Regions from separate parts of the Zea mays genome. Here region 2 is linked to region 1. The links are chromatin contacts, called in public Hi-C maps. All regions are on one chromosome and are shown on one strand. Each heading gives the region's core, a stretch centred on a gene start, on an enhancer-like site or on the middle of the called end of the contact. The rest is flanking DNA. Distances are from core to core; before and after follow the strand shown. Region 1 holds the start of LOC103632211 (peroxidase 1). Region 2 holds the start of LOC100193007 (Tetratricopeptide repeat (TPR)-like superfamily protein).

What was found. A called contact is a pair of places that touch in the nucleus more often than the background predicts.
Region 2: a Hi-C map of leaf shows a contact between it and region 1, with 2.6 times the contacts expected there. The contact joins the promoter of LOC100193007 here to the promoter of LOC103632211 in region 1. A contact is called at or near these places in 6 of 25 Hi-C or Micro-C datasets (ear, endosperm, leaf and 1 more).

What each region holds. Positions count from the first base shown.
Region 1 is chr7:31,034,652-31,037,714 of Zm-B73-REFERENCE-NAM-5.0, forward strand. LOC103632211 (peroxidase 1) reads left to right here and starts at 1,665. Exons shown (of 3, transcript XM_008654032.2): 1 at 1,665-2,179; 2 at 2,275-2,443. The coding sequence starts at 1,994. It also overlaps the pseudogene LOC103632210.
Region 2 is chr7:31,524,949-31,528,011 of Zm-B73-REFERENCE-NAM-5.0, forward strand. It overlaps LOC100193007 (Tetratricopeptide repeat (TPR)-like superfamily protein), which reads left to right and starts at 1,402. Exons shown (of 16, transcript NM_001138175.1): 1 at 1,402-1,545; 2 at 1,867-2,007; 3 at 2,226-2,269. The coding sequence starts at 1,531.

The sequences.
Region 1 (3,063 bases), core at 415-2,914:
AAGATGAACTTTAGCGCTCTGTGCTTGGTTCACCGGAAGTCCGGATGTAGCATGTGCTGCCCATTTCTTGCTTATTTTTTTGTTTGCTAACTTGTTGTCATGTATTGAATCTCACGCGTTCATTTAAGTTCTCTAGCTGCTTGGTGTGATGTGCTTATTAGCTGTCTTCACTTGCGACGCGTCTTCTAACATTATGCCGTTTCAATTCAAGTTCACATGGCATGCTTGATGTGTGGTGGTCACTGGTCAGCTCTGATCACATCAATGTCGTCTTAGGAGCAAGATAATATGTTTCCCATCTCATCCTATGAGGTTAAGCGGGCCATGCTAACAAAGCGTACTTAAATCACATGATGTCATGGAATTTGAATAGCAAACTGCATAGTTAGTTAACTACTAATTAATTTGTAGCCATCAACCATGTGACGTTGTGAATCTTTACCCACGTCGCCGTCTAAGAAATAACGCACAAAGGGATTCACTACCGTGACACTGACATTCCTCTATGCGTTATTTATAATAATATCTGGGTCGAAATATTTATAATAATATTACGTATTTATATTGTTATGTATCTATGTTTAATCGTGGATTTTGTCGTTATCATTGTAATCACGTTCCGTGGCATCGCACGGGCACGTACCTAGTAGATATTTATTTATGGTTAGGTGAGAAGGGGAGGAACATATCACACACTCCGCACGTGACGCACGACTATAGTCGAAACGGTGAAAACTTATGTTTTATAGGATCAGTGATTAAAGTACGGTTGTCAATCAGGCGGTTCAGAACGGGTCCCTACAGGTTTATACTTTTTCCCACGGTGTCACGGGTTCGGGACCTAAATATGTCGAGTTTGGGACGGTTTTTGATTTCTAACCACGGTTTTATCACGGGACCCGAAACCTGAATCCGTCGGCTAGCCCATCACTTCTACACTCGCACGCAGCCCAACTGACAATAGTCAATAGCCCAAGTGCCCTGTCTAGAGATGGCAACGGGTACAAACCCGCTGGGTTTTGCTATCCCAAACCCGTACCCGTGAAAAATATTTACACCCATTAAAAAACCCATACCCATGACGGGTTTGAATTTTTGCCCAAACCCGTACCCATCGGGTTAGCGGGTACCCACAGGTTACCCGCGGGTTTTATCTCCAATATGCCTTTTCTTCTTATAATCAATAAGTATCGTAATGATTAATAAGATCATGGTCCAAAATTTATGTAATGAACAACAAGTTCATGATTTGATATAAAAAATATTGGTAGAGAGAATTAAATACAAATAATAAGTTGTATAATCAAGTTACCTTACACTAAGTTATCCATCCACCACATATATAACGCTAGTAATAACTATAATAGCAAGCAAGCAACACTCTCACCAACTACTTGTACATTCACTATTTGATAAAAAATTGGAAGTAAATAGGAGGATAACAAGTTTATTGTTTGTTTATAAAATAAAATGACAATATGCATAAGGTTTGGTCGGGTTTAAAAAACCCATGGGTTCACGGGTTTGGGTACTCTAGGAACAAACCCGTATCCATGAACCCGTCGGGTATATATTTATGCCCATTAATAAACCCATGGGTACGGAATTTGACCCAAACCCGTACCCTAATGGGGTAAAAACCTATCGAATTTCAGGTTTTGGGTACCCGTTGCCATCTCTAGCCCTGTCGTCCTGTCCACGCCCTCAGCCAAACCCTAGCACTCGGTCGCGCACAGGCACAACGCAGCGCAGTCGCGCCGTCGGCATTCAGCCGTCGCGGACTCGCCGCCCACCCAGGTCCCAGGCTGGGAGAGTGGCAGACACCCACTCCGCCACTCGTCCTCAGCCACCGACCACCGTCCGTGGTTCCCCGTTCGCCACCGGCCACCGCCAGTCCACCACCCCCCCGGCGCGGCGGCGCCCCTCCTCCTCCCACACAGCACACATGCGCACGGCTTCAGCTGCAGTTCATGAACACGACTGAAGGATTGCAATGGTTCTGTTTTTTCTGAATAGCACCATGCCAGGACTGCCATCCGAGAAGGAGTCGATACCCAACCTCATCTTGCGAGGCTTTGGCACCATCGACCGTGTGAAGGCGAAGCTGGAGCAGGCCTGCCCTGAAGTGGTGTCATGTGCCGATATCTTGGCTCTGGTAGCAAGGGACGTCGTTGTACTGGTAAGAAGCTAGTAGGATTAATCTTGATCCTAAAATTTTGTCCTTCAACTAGCTTAGGATGATTGTCCCTAATTATTTCCTGTGCTGTGCAACAGACCAAAGGGCCTCACGGGGATGTTCCAATCTGGCGGAGAGATGGTAGAAGATCGGTGAAGCAAGATGCACTGGACAACCTCCACGCGCCCTTCTTCGATGTTGGTCGGAACATGTGCCAGTTCTTCATGCCCAAGGGCCTCAACGCCAAGGACCAGATTGTTCTGCTAGGTAACATACTGAAATTTCTCTCTACTATGTCTTTATATTAGTTGAAAAATGCAAGGCATGCACCTGTCCCGATGCATGATTGATACTGCTGGATCTCGCCCGGTTCTTGAATGCAGTGGCAGAGGACGAATTTTTTTAGGTATGGCTCTACACAACTGGGTTGTATAATATTTAGCACACAACCAATCAACTTGTAGAACAATTCGCGATATATATAAAGAAATAGAACATTGTCTAAAATGAGACTAAATTGCTACAAAACATGTAACTGTCATACTTCTGATTTTGCTATATATGTCTTGGAGACCTAGGCAATTGCATTTGCCTATCCTTATTCTTTTGAAATGCCTTCTTAATATTTTGAAGATCAAGCCCTTTGAACAGTTCCCTCTCAATGTAGATCACCATTAAATCGTTAAGCCAATAATCACCCATTTTGTTGCGCAACTCAGTTTTGATAATTTTCGTGGCAGAAAAAACCCTTTCAACCGTGGCCATTGCTACTGGGAGTAACAATGCTAACTCAATGAGCCGATAGACCAAAGGAAATACAATATCCCTGCCAATTTCAACCATTGTTTTTGCTAGGCTTGCAAGATCATGACAAGCTTTGAATTCAT
Region 2 (3,063 bases), core at 152-2,651, 490 kb after region 1:
GTTGACATGCCTTTCCCTGGGATAAATCTGTTAATTTATTTTAGATGAGGAATTTATTTAGACAATTACAGTAGTTGGATCAAAACTTCAATGAAACTTAATGCAGATGTGCATTGAATATTTCACATTGGGTGAACAAATTTGATCACTCATTTTTCCTACTACGACAGGTCGACCACCTGTAGAAGAGATTATGGCATCCCGAAAAGCTGCAGTAAGTTGTCCTTCTGATCATCAACTCACTTCCTCTGCTTGAAGCTTTGTATGGATCAGTAATCATACTGGTTGCGAGTGAACATTTTAGCAGCTTCAGTTTACTGACTGTTTTGTCCATCCGCAGGGCGGATGTAAAGATGATAAAGTATGCAAGATGTGAGCATCAAAAACATTCTACTGTACTATGTACCACACCTCTATTCATGCTTAGATAGGCTCATAAACATAGTTTTAACACTCAAATGATCGCACTGGTATGTTTTGTTTATCTACTACAGCTCAAGACTGTGACTAAATTTCAACGGATTAAGGTGGATAGCGTCAGATTTGAAGATGAGAAGCTTCAGGATACCTCGTATTGGGCTAACATTACCAATCCCATGGCACCGTTACCATTCCATGTTTCTAATGCACTGAGGGTATGAGGCCACGCTTTTGTATGTGCCTACCGCCAAGACACCTTGAGCTACACATGTGGTTTGTTATTATCTTGAAAGCGTATTTGTGTCAATACTATAACCTTAATATGCTTGTTTGATCTATATTTTTTCTGCCATCAAGAATGAGGCAATTAGATAAGGATATATGTTAGCTTTGTCAGTATTGTCTGAGTCTTTAAGCGTAGCAGTAAAAGTTTTGGCACACCATTGTTTTAGTTATTATGATCTGAGCAACCCGTTTTATATAGGGAGCTCGTGGCAAATGCATCCTCACAATAGGACGATGGAGCTCAAGGCGTCAAGTGGTGGCTCGCTCGGACTCGCGTCCTCTGCAACAAGGCACTGTTCCCCATGAGGGTTCCCATTACCATTGCGCTCGCGTCGCCTGTCACTAGGGCTCTGAGCCATTAGAGGCTCGTCAATTTATATAAATTTATGTTCCGTTGCAATGTACGAGCACATACCTATAAGATATTAAGATCGAAGATAATATATATATTGTTTGTTTTCATGTATTACCTAACACTGTCTAGATGTACATAAATTACTACGATATTATATGTCCCCGTTGCAACGCACGGGCACTCACCTAGTCATATTTATATTCTTTCAACCGAACATAAAATTGGATTTAAAGGGTATTATAAAAATAAAAAGGAATACCTCAGAATACCCTTCATCTTTTTTTGTTCGAACGCATTATCCCGTTCGTTCATTGTGTACTACTGGATTCTCACACCGCAGCATCCGTTCACGTGTCTTCACCCCGAGTGCTGTCTCTCTCCTTCCTCTCTGCTACGGCTGGGTGAGGCGGGGGGCTACTGCCGCCGCCTAACGCCAGGTTCCGAGGCCTTCGTCGGTCTATTTGCCGGCGATGAACATCCACCAGGTAATCCCCTCCTTCTGTTCCCTTCCCGCTGTGTGAAACCGAGCACCCAAACCCTATCATAGAGCTATTTGCTAGTATTTGATGCCTGCCAACTTCCAACTTTTGGCAAAAATTTATATGTGTACACCCATGTTCTTTTACTGCGGCTGCCCCTCCTCCTGAATGGAGGGGCAGAAATTTGTTGCAACTCTTGATTATAAGTATTTTGCATAAATTAGAAATGATAACAATGGTTGATATCTTTGAGCCTTTTGATTTTTGGGACCGTTACTTTATTCAGAGGATACGTTCATCATGGAAGAAAATTTGACTATGTTGTAGGGATGGTTGCAACAATTTGGGCATAGCGTTGGTATCAGTGGTTCGAAGATGGTTCTCCATATGACCCACAATGTATTCAGTTTTCGATGCTTTGCTGCCAATGGGCGTGGCTTCAGTGCGGATTCTACCAATAAGAGAAAAGTATGTAGACTCAATGCTCCATTTCCCTCCCTACTTCTATCTGCAGCACATGTTTTGCAAGGACTAGTGTTAGAAGGAAATGGAGTCATCTTCTAACGGGCATATTCCTAATTATGAAGTTGTACGTCTTGTTCAGTGATTAGGAAAGCCAGATCACACTATATATATGAAGAAATTGGAGTCACTGATGGTCTATTATGTCTTCGCTTTTCTCCCAGATTAAAAGCAAGAAGAGGCGAAAGGATGTTGCACTGGAATCAAGGTACTCTCCTTGCACATTGTACTATTATAAGTTTTATTCTCTTCACACTAGAAGCAAGGTATATTCTTATCAGGAACTTTTGGTGACTGGCACGTTTTTTTAAATGGCATCTCTTATATTTTTCAAGAGTTATAGTTGGTTTCAAGATACAAGCTTGTAACAGAAGATACTCAATTCCTAGAGTCACATTCTAACAGTAAACTTTTATGCAAAGTCTAAACTTGTTTATCATTACTTGGTGATCCAGTGTAAGAACATTTGAATAGAGCTTCTGTTTCTGAGTTTTTCCCATTTTTGGTTATTAATTACTAAATGGAGTCACATTGGAAAAAAGAAGGAATTATACTAAAGGGAAGTTTAGGATGTGTTTGGTTTAAGGAATGAAGTGATCCATCTTCTTCTTACTCCTCACTTTTTTATTTGGTTTGTGGAATAGAATGAGTTGATCCATCACCACCACATTCCTTATAAGCTAATAATTAGTATATACATGAGGAGTGAGTTAATTCCACCAAAATTGATGGAATGAACTTATAATGCATCACCTGATAAGTTGTTTTCAGATGAGTTAAGGTGTACTTCCAACATAAGTTGCTACCAAGGTAGAAGAAAACATGTGAATATATGTGCTATGGTATGAATTAGGGTTAATATTTTCGGTTTGTTATAAAGTAGATGTAAGACAGATTTTAATTATAGGCTACCTCCAATATAAAGATGGCATTGGCAACAACTTGTTTTCAGATTGCTGGTGAAGATTTATATAAATCTAGTTTCCCATCTCAATTTGTTTC